Regions from separate parts of the Mus musculus genome. Here region 1 is linked to region 2. The links are chromatin contacts, called in public Hi-C maps. All regions are on one chromosome and are shown on one strand. Each heading gives the region's core, a stretch centred on a gene start, on an enhancer-like site or on the middle of the called end of the contact. The rest is flanking DNA. Distances are from core to core; before and after follow the strand shown. Region 1 overlaps Maml2 (mastermind like transcriptional coactivator 2). Region 2 overlaps Maml2 (mastermind like transcriptional coactivator 2).

What was found. A called contact is a pair of places that touch in the nucleus more often than the background predicts.
Region 1: a Hi-C map of embryonic fibroblasts shows a contact between it and region 2, with 2.9 times the contacts expected there. The contact joins two enhancer-like sites. A contact is called at or near these places in 7 of 39 promoter capture datasets (the 3T3-L1 cell line, cranial neural crest, embryonic stem cells and 3 more), 3 of 484 Hi-C or Micro-C datasets (Th1 cells, embryonic fibroblasts and uterus), 2 of 115 datasets of contacts at active chromatin or transcription factors (the 230-238 cell line and large pre-B cells) and 3 of 9 other capture datasets (adipose tissue, liver and pancreatic islet).

What each region holds. Positions count from the first base shown.
Region 1 is chr9:13,632,291-13,635,029 of GRCm38.p6, reverse strand. All of the region lies in intron 2 of Maml2 (mastermind like transcriptional coactivator 2), which reads right to left. Among named protein-coding and RNA genes, the nearest start is that of Gm51666, 23 kb to the right of the region's middle. Within about 2 kb of position 1,384, at least 49 of the 459 cell types and tissues checked have an H3K27ac peak or open chromatin away from gene starts, as enhancers often do. A contact at or near this core is called in adipose tissue and embryonic fibroblasts, where this site is marked.
Region 2 is chr9:13,453,533-13,456,232 of GRCm38.p6, reverse strand. All of the region lies in intron 1 of Maml2 (mastermind like transcriptional coactivator 2), which reads right to left. Among named protein-coding and RNA genes, the nearest start is that of Phxr4, 24 kb to the right of the region's middle. Within about 2 kb of position 1,337, at least 61 of the 459 cell types and tissues checked have an H3K27ac peak or open chromatin away from gene starts, as enhancers often do. A contact at or near this core is called in adipose tissue and embryonic fibroblasts, where this site is marked.

The DNA.
Region 1 (2,739 bases), core at 135-2,634, 180 kb before region 2:
AGTTGTTAGTTAGTATTGGTACTGACATTAGTAGCAAGCGTCAGACATTAGGAACTAGGATTCTATTTCCCCTCTGCAGGAATCAGACATGCAGCTGACGTGGTCAGCTCCATTTTGTCGCTGAAGTGCCTTCTCTTTGTTGTCCTTTAAGGAATGCGCTTACAGGTGTTGCACAGCTCAGCAAACTATAGACTGCCTTGTCATTACCCACACGTCTCCTGCACAGACAAGGCAGGAGCTCTGTCTTGTTCATTTTCGTTCCCTCTAAGATTAGACACAAAGCCTCAGTGCTCCATCAATTATTGAACACATACTTAAGTGCCTACAAAGTGCTGGGGAATGTGTTGGGGACTAGAGGGTAAAGATCATTCTGGAAGGGATAATGTAATGAGTGAGAAGAGCTGAGCCAGGGGAAGTCGGTTGGGGTAGATCTGTCTGACTGGCTTCCTGAGAGAAGTGACGTTTACGGGGAAACCTGATAGAAGAGTAGGGCTTTCCCTTGGTTCTCTCTTTTCTTCTTCTATTACTGTAAATGTAATGAGGTTTGTGACTAAGAACAGAATGATCAAAATATCTGCCTTAATGGCCAAGGTGAAAAATGTTTCTACTCTGATTAACTGGTATTAGAGATGGGGTACCTCCCATGGTGGTCACATGTTAGTTCTTCTGCGCTGATGAGAATGGTCAGTTTGGCTTGTGGGACCCTGTCTATCTTTAGAATTTCTGTGTTGATACTTTTTCTTGCCGAGCATACTGTGATGCTAAATGGAAAGTGCTCTACACGTCTTTGAGATACTCCCTGGGCTGAGCCTTGGAGATGATGGTCAGAGTAAAACACATGGGTGCGCACTATGCACACCTCATGAAGCATGAAAAGAAGCACTAGTCACCACAGGCATACTGGTATCGTCCTTACTTGATTAGGCTATTTTCTGCCTATAAAATTGTATATTGATTCCATACAAGCAATGGTAGGGGGCTGATTTCAACTGGTGTGTGTGTGTGTGTGTGTGTATGTGTATGTGTAGGAGTGTGTGTGTGTGTGTGTGTGTGTGTATGAGTGTGTGTACGTGTGCATGTGAAGGTATCATTCAGCTCACCAGGTTTTATGTCTTGTCTCTTACGCGTACCCACACTCACACTCACACATGGAGGGAGGGAAAGAGGAGAAGGGAGAGAGAGAGAGAGAAAGAGAGAGAGAGAGAGAGAGAGAGAGAGAGAGAGAGAGAGAGAGAGAGAGAGAGAGAGAGAGCATAAGCTGAGTCCAGGTCTTTGGAGATTCCTGCTTTAGCTTCTCACAGCCACTTCCTGTACTTGAGATGGGCTGTAGTCCCTGAGGGAAACCTCTGGTATCTGAATTTGGCACAGAGTTGCATTCCCATGGAATTCAGGGCAGCCTTCACACCCCAAAGAACAGCCTGGCAAAGTTCTCACGTACTTGAGATGTGCCATAGAGAGGTCTGCAGTCATCTGCAACTAGAGGCTGCAGATTGAGGGCCACACCAATGTTCACAGCCTCACTCACTGCTCAGCTGCATAAGGAACTCCTGGCAGCACTTACATATCAACACTGTCCCACTGGGGCCTGGCCTTTGGGCCATGGAATCTGTGTTGAGTTCCATTTAGATGAGGCCCTCATTCAAACATTCAGAAAAAAATGTGGCAGAATTTAACAAGAGCAAAACTGGATCCTTCTATTCTCTTTAACTCAAAAACATTGAATGTAACATAAAGAGGAAAGAAATGGAGCCCTTGTGGCAACTGCTGACTTGATCTGTATCTAAAACCAGTGACAGAAAAGCGGTTAGGGTTAAAATCGCCGTATAAAGCATCCGTAAGCAGGACAATGCTGATCAGAAATGTACTTTTTGGTCCAATTTTCCTTTCATTTCCCCACTGGGATTCCTCTTTCCTGCTTTTTACTCTGCCTTTCTGCTCCCCTGCCTTTGCTCTGCTGTTACATATGCAGGGCTCCAGTCGCACCATACACATAGGCAAAACCTCCCCAGGGCCATCTCGACTGTGAGATAACTGCTACTCTCTCAGAAGTGAGTGGTTTGACTGACTGCATTCAGGGATCTGAGTGCAGTTGAGTGCAGCCCAAGGTGCTGCTGGGCCAGGTGGCTGGTCTCTACAACCTTTAGTGACTGTTCTTTTAATAGACTATGGAAATAGAGGGGAGGGCTCCACACTCCTTAATCTAAACAAATACAGCAAGTAAGAGCAGTCTCCAACACTAGGCTTGCTCCCTCATCCGTAGGGTGATGGTGGTGCCAAGTTGAGGATGGTGTCCCTGCCCTGTGGTTTCTACAGTGTTCTGTGCACATCTGGAGCTCACATTTCCCCTATTCTAGAAGTCTCCATTGCTCCAAAGAAATTGTGTTCTTATCTGCACCAAGGAGCTTGGATCAATCAATGTACACCGAAGAAAATCTTTGAACACTGACTATTCTAGAAAGCACAGTTAACACTCTAAAAGTGTCATGTTCCTGTGAATTAATGGGATTTGTGGAGGGCTAGTCTGAGAACCCAGGAGACTTTAAATGGTTTCTATAGTAAAAGAATGTTTGAACTATGCCAGAGAATTTAGTTAAGAATAAGTCTTTAATCCCAGCAGAGCCAGGTGGATCTGAGTTCTAGGCCACTCTGGTCTGCAGAATGAGTTCAAGGACAGCCAGGATACAGGGAGAAACCCTGTCTCAAAACCCCTCAAAGAAACAAACAAACAAACAAACAACA
Region 2 (2,700 bases), core at 88-2,587:
AGAACTATAGGATCCACTTTGGTTCTAGAATATTCCAAGAACTCTGTCTCAAAGCTTTACACTCTGCTCAGCCTGCTGGGTTATCTTTCTCTCCTTTTTGTTGGCCACCCTTCCTTACCTCCCTCAAGTTCAAGATCAAATATTCCTTCTCAGTGGGCTCTAAAGGCCCTCCTCTTTCACAAAGACCCTTCCCTAACTGACTAGCTGGCTCTTCTTCCTGGATGACATTCTGTGATCTTTATTTTTATTTTTTGTTTTTCTCACAAGACTCAAGTGACACAAGAATAGAGATTTTTGTTTGATAGATATACATGTGTCTAAATCAAGAATGGTGTTCTAAGCCTGTAATGTCAGAGCTTTGGAGGCAGAGGAGAGAAGGCTGTGAGTCAAACCAGTCTAGGCTATTCAGGAAGAATCAATCTCAAATGTAAGCAGAAAAACAAATGAATTAAAAAATGTGTCCATTTCGTATGTCCATTTCACAGTGTCTGAGTGCCCTGTATCTCAGAAACTTTGCATTACATACCATGGTTTTTAGTCACACCTATGACTCTAGACATAGGTGTAAGACAGACAGGGAGAAAGCTATGTTCAACTGGGGACCTTGTCTAGACACTTTCAGAGGCAGATTGATGCCTCTGAAAGTGTTCAATTCTGTTTGACTTGTATTATTAAACCCATTGGCTGGCACAGCTGGACATAATATTCTTGTCATTTTGCAAGATCTGGCCTTACCCTGGTCAGAATTTTCACACAGCTTTCAAATTTTATTTGGTCAACTGCCAGAACCTTAAAATTTTAAGAAAGTGTGCCAGATTATGATCTGAAAAACCAAACAACAACAGTCAGCGTTTAAACATCTTCCAAGGAAAATGTCAGCATCAGGCCTCAGAGTCAGAGACCATGGACTTGACCATGAGAGTTTGCAAAAGCTAGAAACACAAGGAGGCTCTGGAAATCAGCAAACACCAGCATTTGTCCTTAAAATGATTTCACACACACACACACACACACACACACACACACACACACACACACACACACACACACACACCAGTGCGCGGGCCCCATGCCTTTTGGGGACCTGGAATGCAGCGCTGCAGGTTTGCTCCAAAACAGACTTTTACTTAACAGTACTCTGACCCTCGGACTTCTCAAAGCCGCACAGGGAAGCTGTTTAAACCTTCAGCTCGGATGCCTGTCTTTGCACTGTAATCAGGGACTAAAGTGAAGTCAGGACAGCCCTCTACCTTTCTGTTTTTCCACAGTTTGCTCTCACCCCTGGAGATGGTTGCACGTGCAAATGTTAGCACACATCTGCCCAGCATTCCGTTGCAGTGAGACCATTTCTATTTTGCTCTTTGGTTCAGCAAATACTTCTTCCGTCCCTTACTGTGGGATACATGGCTCGGGTTTATTTGTTATTTCTTTTCCTTGACTCCCTCAATGAAGAAACTTTCTGTGGAAAGCTGATCACATGAACAGCTGTTGCTATGGAAACAAGGGGACAGTCACAATGGGAAGGGGCATCCCATGCACAGAGAAAGTGTGGTATTCTTAGCCCAGCAATAAAACAGTTGGACCTGAGTCTAAAAATCAGCACAAGCTGTCTTTCTTTTGTGGCCTTGAATCTCCCCACTTATTGGTATCCCACTGTCAAATGTTTGGGAAGAATACCATATTTATTTTTGAAAATATAACTAAATAGTTAAATTATATTAAGAGAGACCATATTTCTTGAACTCTATCCCTAGCCCCAAACAGTGATTTCATTTAAATGAGATCAATTTTCTTTCACTTGTTCAAAGAAATGGCTAAGTTTAGTGAGAGCTTCTTTCCATTCTTTCTTTCCCTTGCTTCCTTTCATTTTGTTTTTCCTTTCTCTTGAAGGGTTTTCCATATGACTAATAGAAAACAGTGAAGTAAATTCTGGAGTGAGGCTAGCCTGGAAGCCAGTTTATGCCCTGTACAAACTAGGTAACAAGGCAAATGACTGCTGTGAGACTCTTTCTCTTGCAGAGTGTGGGTGACCTCATGAGTCTGACATAAGCTAACTTTCAGGACATTTGTTACGTAGCAATGGCACAGAGTTCATATCAAATCTGTGACAAGAGGAAGACACTTGCTTTTCTGTTTGTTTTGTTTTGTTTTGTTTTTGTTTTTTGGTTGTTTTTTTTTTGTCACACTATGGAGGTTAAAATATTTCATCTAAGCAGGGCTGGGGCCATATGCTTTTAACCCCAGCACACAGGAGCTTGAGACAGAAAAATCCAGTGTCATGCTCAGCTCCAGGAATACCAAGCCACCCTGAGCTATATGAGACCTCGTGTGTTATTTTTGTCTACTAAATTTTTTTGAAATGTTGTCAGAGTCAAGTCCTCAGGTTTTCATTTTTACCAGGTATAATTTGGTTTCATTGTAGGATAGAATCATCTTACCTTCCTACTCTTTTTCTTTGATTCAGAATTTCTTGGTATTTTTATTTATTTCTCTCTCTCCTCCCCCTCTCTTCCTCTCTCTCTTCTCCCTCCCTACCACCCCCTTTCTCTCTCCTATCCACCCCAATCTCTCCATGGTTCCTCTGTGTAATAGCCCTGGCTGTCCTGGAACTCACTCTGTAGACCAGGCTGGCCATGAATTCAGAGATCTGCCTGCTTCTACTTTCTGAGTGCCGGGGTTAAATGTATTCACCACCATTGC